Linked DNA regions of Bicyclus anynana: region 1 is linked to region 2. Evidence: chromatin contacts called from public Hi-C data. All regions are on one chromosome and are shown on one strand. The core of a region is the stretch at or near the end of the contact, and the rest is flanking DNA. Distances in the headings are between cores, read along the strand shown.

Evidence for each region. A called contact is a pair of places that touch in the nucleus more often than the background predicts.
Region 1: a Hi-C map of whole body shows a contact between it and region 2, with 2.8 times the contacts expected there. The contact joins two enhancer-like sites. A contact is called at or near these places in 2 of 2 Hi-C or Micro-C datasets (whole body and whole larva).

What each region holds. Positions count from the first base shown.
Region 1 is chr24:896,801-899,500 of ilBicAnyn1.1, reverse strand. It overlaps LOC112050296 (ABC transporter G family member 23), which reads left to right. Exons shown (of 16, transcript XM_024088529.2): 2 at 746-809. The coding sequence starts at 751. Among protein-coding and RNA genes, the nearest start is that of LOC112050296, 26 kb to the left of the region's middle. Within about 2 kb of position 1,425, at least 8 of the 8 cell types and tissues checked have open chromatin away from gene starts, as enhancers often do.
Region 2 is chr24:838,917-841,616 of ilBicAnyn1.1, reverse strand. The region is part of intron 6 of LOC112050296 (ABC transporter G family member 23); the gene reads left to right. Among protein-coding and RNA genes, the nearest start is that of LOC112050298, 23 kb to the right of the region's middle. Within about 2 kb of position 1,401, at least 8 of the 8 cell types and tissues checked have open chromatin away from gene starts, as enhancers often do.

The DNA of each region.
Region 1 (2,700 bases), core at 176-2,675, 58 kb before region 2:
AAAGATGAGTAGCTTACCTTGCGTTGATGTCTAAAATATGCGACATACGTACCTATTCGTATTTCGAACGTTAAGCTTCTTTACAGAACACCGAATTATAACTTGAGTATGTTGAATGTTTATATAAACTATATTTGTTTGTATTTTATTGAGTATATTAGGCCCGTTCCATAGGATGTTACTTGGAGGTTCTTTGTAACGATTTTATATCTGGAATAGTTTCGAATTCGTCTTACTAACTAACTTCTGAGTTTTTTGATGGCTTTAGGTACGCAGTAGCATCAGCCTTCCGAACCGATATTAACATTGCAATCATACTTATCCATTAAACTGCTCGAAAAGTAGGTACTTGTAAACTATAGGTTTAGTTTAAAGTCTGGCAAGTTGATCACCATGATATGCGGGCGACAGGGGGAAACAAGCGCGGGTGTGAAATAGTGCGCGCGGGGAAGTGACGTGCATCAATTGTAGGTTTTTATTCATCGCGACACGCTCCCCCGGCCCGCGCGCAACATCGGGAATGTTACGAACGAAGTTGCCAAGCTATAGTTGAAATTAGTAAAATGAGTGTTCAAAAAAATCGGGATTTTTTTAAACTGCAGACTTAGGGTCTTGTGACTCAGACGTATGTTTACGGGTCTTTGAGACTCACAATCTTCATATTTTTTACTGTTTGTGACTTTTTCATCCGATTGAGGCTTTCAATATTTTTTATTGTGTCTCATGTTATTTTATATTGTTACAGACAAGATGGCAGCGAAGGACTTCCGGTCGGAGCGAGTGAAGCAGATGTTTAGTTGGACAACAGCGTGGGTACCTTTGATTGCTTAATTTGTATTGTCTGTTCACGTTTATCTCCGAAACTAGTAAATTTTCGAATTGACATTGATCTCAACAAATTAACTATTAGATTTGATTAGAAAATAGCTATTAGACTTCTCTTCTATTTATAGGTTGGCTAATTATGTTGTGACATTCGACGTGTTACGGATTTTTTAAAAAAGTTAATTTCTTGCGGATTAAGTCACTCGTACAGCTTACTAATTATTAAAATCAGTTATATTGAAAACAGAAAAACATATTTTTTTTAAACTGGAGATTTTTGCTTTTATTTGTTTTTTCATCGAGGTACATACTTTTGAAAACTTTATGAACCAATTGACAAAAACAAAAAAAAATAACAAAAAAGTATTTTTATTGTTACCGAGCTCATGATATTATAATCGTAAGCTATCTATATTAACTACTTAGAGCTATTAAATCTAGATTTTATTTTGGTTTTAGTTGGGCTATAGAGTAAATTTCAATATAGATAATATCTACTATAGATTATTCTTGCGGTATGTCACGTGTATGATATACCAACAGACATAACATGGTATGACGCAAGCGTTATAAGATGCTGACCCGAGGTGACGTAAGAGCTACTTTCGCGTGTACACGACAACCTGATGATAGAGCCTAGTAACCTAGATGTGTGAAATCTTTCACGCAATATTCAACTTTAATAGCTTGTTTTAAAATTTAAGTGCTTCAATTTTCAATTTCTTATGTACTTTGATCAGCGCCATCTATTGACGGATGCTTGAGTTACTACACCAAGATGACGTTACGTGCGAACGCCACCTATTGAATATGTACTGTACTGGGACGCGAAGGATACTGTTTTTTATTAGTTAATGTTTTGATCTGTTGCTAGATGGCGCTAGATGTTTTAAATAACTATTTACTTTTGAACTTATATTATAATTGAGTACAAAAGAAATAGAATAATAATTAATAATAATTATTTACAGTATTCATTATTACTCAAGTTCAGTTTTAAATGTTTTTATGATGGATATAAGAAATATTTTAAGTTTAAAGTAATATTACATAGCTTTTTATAAACTAATAATAAAAAGTTCACCGTATCTACTAAACCGATTTTTAAAATTCTTTTACACTAGAAAGCCACATTATTAATGACAATGATAAACATCCCTGTATTCTCACGGGAACGGGAAATACGCGGGATAAACCGCGGGGCGTAGGCTAGTATAATAAACATAATTTAAACTTACTTTATGGTAGTAAGTAATGTAGGTACCTACAATGTGAGTAATTTTGTTTGAGAAGTAAGTACCTACCTTTAATTTATTTTTATTAAAGTCCATTTATACAGGATGTGCGGAAGACATAATTTTAATACCTACGTATTAAAGAAAAATCAGTTAATATTAAAAGATTGTAGGTACCTTAAGCTTTTTTTATGTATTTTAACCTTTTTATAGGTACATTTTATTCAAGACAACCTACGTAAATTCAAATAATCCAGGGTTTTTCATTCACTACTAAAAGGTTCTCAAACTCCCAGGAATTCGCCACTTAACGTAATGTGGTTATGATGACACAATAAATAAACAACTACCTATCTGAATAAAAACACAAAATTGTGTTTTTATTTTTACCTTTTGTAACAACAACAACATACGTAAGAGTGTATTTTCACACTTATGTCCTGATAAAAACGAAATATAGCAATCAACTTGACGCTGCTCAGTGGAGTTGCTAAATTCGGATCACTATTTGCGGTGCTTATATAGGCACGTGACATATATATAGTAGAAAATCTTTGGTGATAAGCCTCATTTGCCTGCAATTATACCGGAAGTCGGAACTCAGCAATGCTGCGTGCCGGCGGGAAGAAGCATGCCGGTA
Region 2 (2,700 bases), core at 152-2,651:
GTCGCAAACTAAATCGCAGTTATCCTAGTCTAACTAGAGTATCATAAAATTTCAGAAACAATTTTGGGATCAGTATTAATCCTTGGGGCAGACTTTAATTTGACTCTAATTAGTTAATATGAATAATGAAGTGTGGTACTAGTAAATAAGACAAGTCCTTTGTGCCTCATACTGCCTGCCAACATTCTGCCAAGCGTCATTGTTATCTTCCGGTCCGAAAGGTACATTTGCCGATAAAATTGCAGGCACTTGGGACTTGAAAAAATTACTTCAAGTTGTTGGATTGGCCAAGCATTGTCAAATCTGTTCCTTGCATACCCTGAAAAGGTTTTCTCTGTTACATGTTAGGGCTTTTCACTTATCATCAGTTGGGATAAATCGAATATTACATCGAAAGGTCATCACGAAATGGAGGCAATTTATAGTTAGTACACTTACTCCTAGTTTCGCTTAATTAGACAGAGCATTCATCAAAATAAATTAAGAATCTTTCATTCTGGCTTCAGTTAACCAATTCGAATGCTTTTATTGAAGCAATTTTGAATAGTCAAGTCTGTCAGTAGGTAGTGACTCTACCACCGATACTACTATCTTACTACCTTTACAATGGCCTAACATATCAAGTTGCCTTATATAGAAAATTTTAGGTTACTAAATACGCGAATTTCTTTCTTATTTATATTAGTTACTTGAAATAATTGAAGGTAAATCCCCAGAGATTATTATCCAAAATTTTAATTACCGTAGAATATGAATTAAGTAATTTTTTTAATTACAAAATAAATAATTATTATATTATTTAATTAAATAATGAAATAAAATTACTGCCATATTCCTGTCACGATAGGTAATGTTCCACCTAGCGAGTTACCTCCTTATTTCAATAAATTAATAATACGAGTAATAGTCCGGTCAGCTATCATGGTCCAAAGTCCATAATTTTACCTACTACATTTTTTTTTTATTATTTGCAAGTTAACCTTTGACTACAATCTCACCTGATGATAAGTGATGATGCAGTCTAAGATGGAAGCGGGCTAACTTGTTAGGAGGAGGATGAAAATCCACACCCCTTTTCGGTTTCTACACTTCATCGTACCGCCACGTAGCCGGTCACGTAGCCGGTAGTCACGGCCGAAGCCTCCCACCAGTCAGACCTAAACCAATTAAGAAAAACTCAATTGGCCCAGCCGGCGATCGAACCCAGGCTCTCCGTTTTGTAAATCCACCGCGCCACAGAGGCCGTCACAACTACTACCTTACTTATGGTGTATGATGGGCTTACGAAGCCTTCATAAAGTGAGGCATGTCAGGCTGTTGCAGGCTCTATGTCCAGTACAAGCTGAAGTCGATCTCTCGGGCGGTTACGCAAGGCGCGTCCGAGTCAGGCGGCACCTTGCTCAATACGTCGACATAACAGATTGCCGGATACCGATCAAATCTGGAGCGCTATTATGTTACTCACTCACTTACTCAGTTGTATACTTTTGTCTTCATAGCGACGGGCGACATCTAGTGGCGGACTTTCGAGTTACGATCTACTGCCAAATTAATTAAAACTTGTCTAATATTATAAAGGCGAAAGTTTGTGTGTAGTTATGTTTGTTCCTCTTTTACGCTGCGGCTACTGAAGCGATTTGGCTGAAATTTGGAATGGAAATAGATTTTACTCTGGATTAACACATAGGCTACTTTTTATCCCGGAAAAATCCATGGTTCCAGCGGGATTTGTGAAAAACTGAATTCCACGCGGACGAAGCCGGGCGTCCGCTAGTTTTAAATAAATACAAATTAAAGTGATAGCATATCAGAGTCCACGCGGGGCATATTGCTGGATTAAACTACATGGTAGCGGATCCCATGATGCTAATAGTGTATTTACTCCAGCGCTGCGGGAACCTATTAGATTTGGTAGATTAAATGATTGTCTATACAATTTCTGCTTTCAGGGTTGGGGGAAAAACTACAGTCTTTAAAGACACTTTTTCGGGAATTTGCTAAATTGCCCCTTTTTTACCCCCTACAGCCTCAGAAACTGACAAATTTTACTTCCTTTTAACATTATTGTAGACTAAGCATTACTAAGCATTTATTTAAACACTTTGACCGCGTGAACTATTTTTTCGGCTTACTTTTTCCACAATTTCCCCATGTTTTTTCCTTTCCTTTATAACATAAAGTTAATTTATTGCACAAACCTACCTAATGTAATGCCGCAGGTGGTGATTTTTATGATATCGAAATTGAGTTACCTACTATAGTTAGCTTAAGTACCTTATTGTATTCTTTCTCAATAAAAAAAAAAACATAAGTAATTAAAAAAATAAAAAACCTACTATAGGTAAATTATTTTTTAATGAAATAGACTCGCGTTCCATTATCTCTTGCGATGGAGATGTGGCATAAGGTGGAAAAGCTTGCCTGAATGATGCCAAATCACCATATCTTTTAGGATTCCCCTCAATAGGTAAAATACAGGAAGGATCACTTTTTACTGTCGAGACCTACAGACTGACATGAGTAACAGTTCAATTAGTTGGTGCACCCTAAAAGCTACTTTTTACAGCTAACATTTGCAATTAGTTCCACCATATCACCATAAGTGAAATGGCTCACTAATACAAACCCATTAAAGTTACAGCGCGCTTCAGTGAGCTAACTCCACTCATTATTTTACAATGAGTGTGACAAATCCAATGT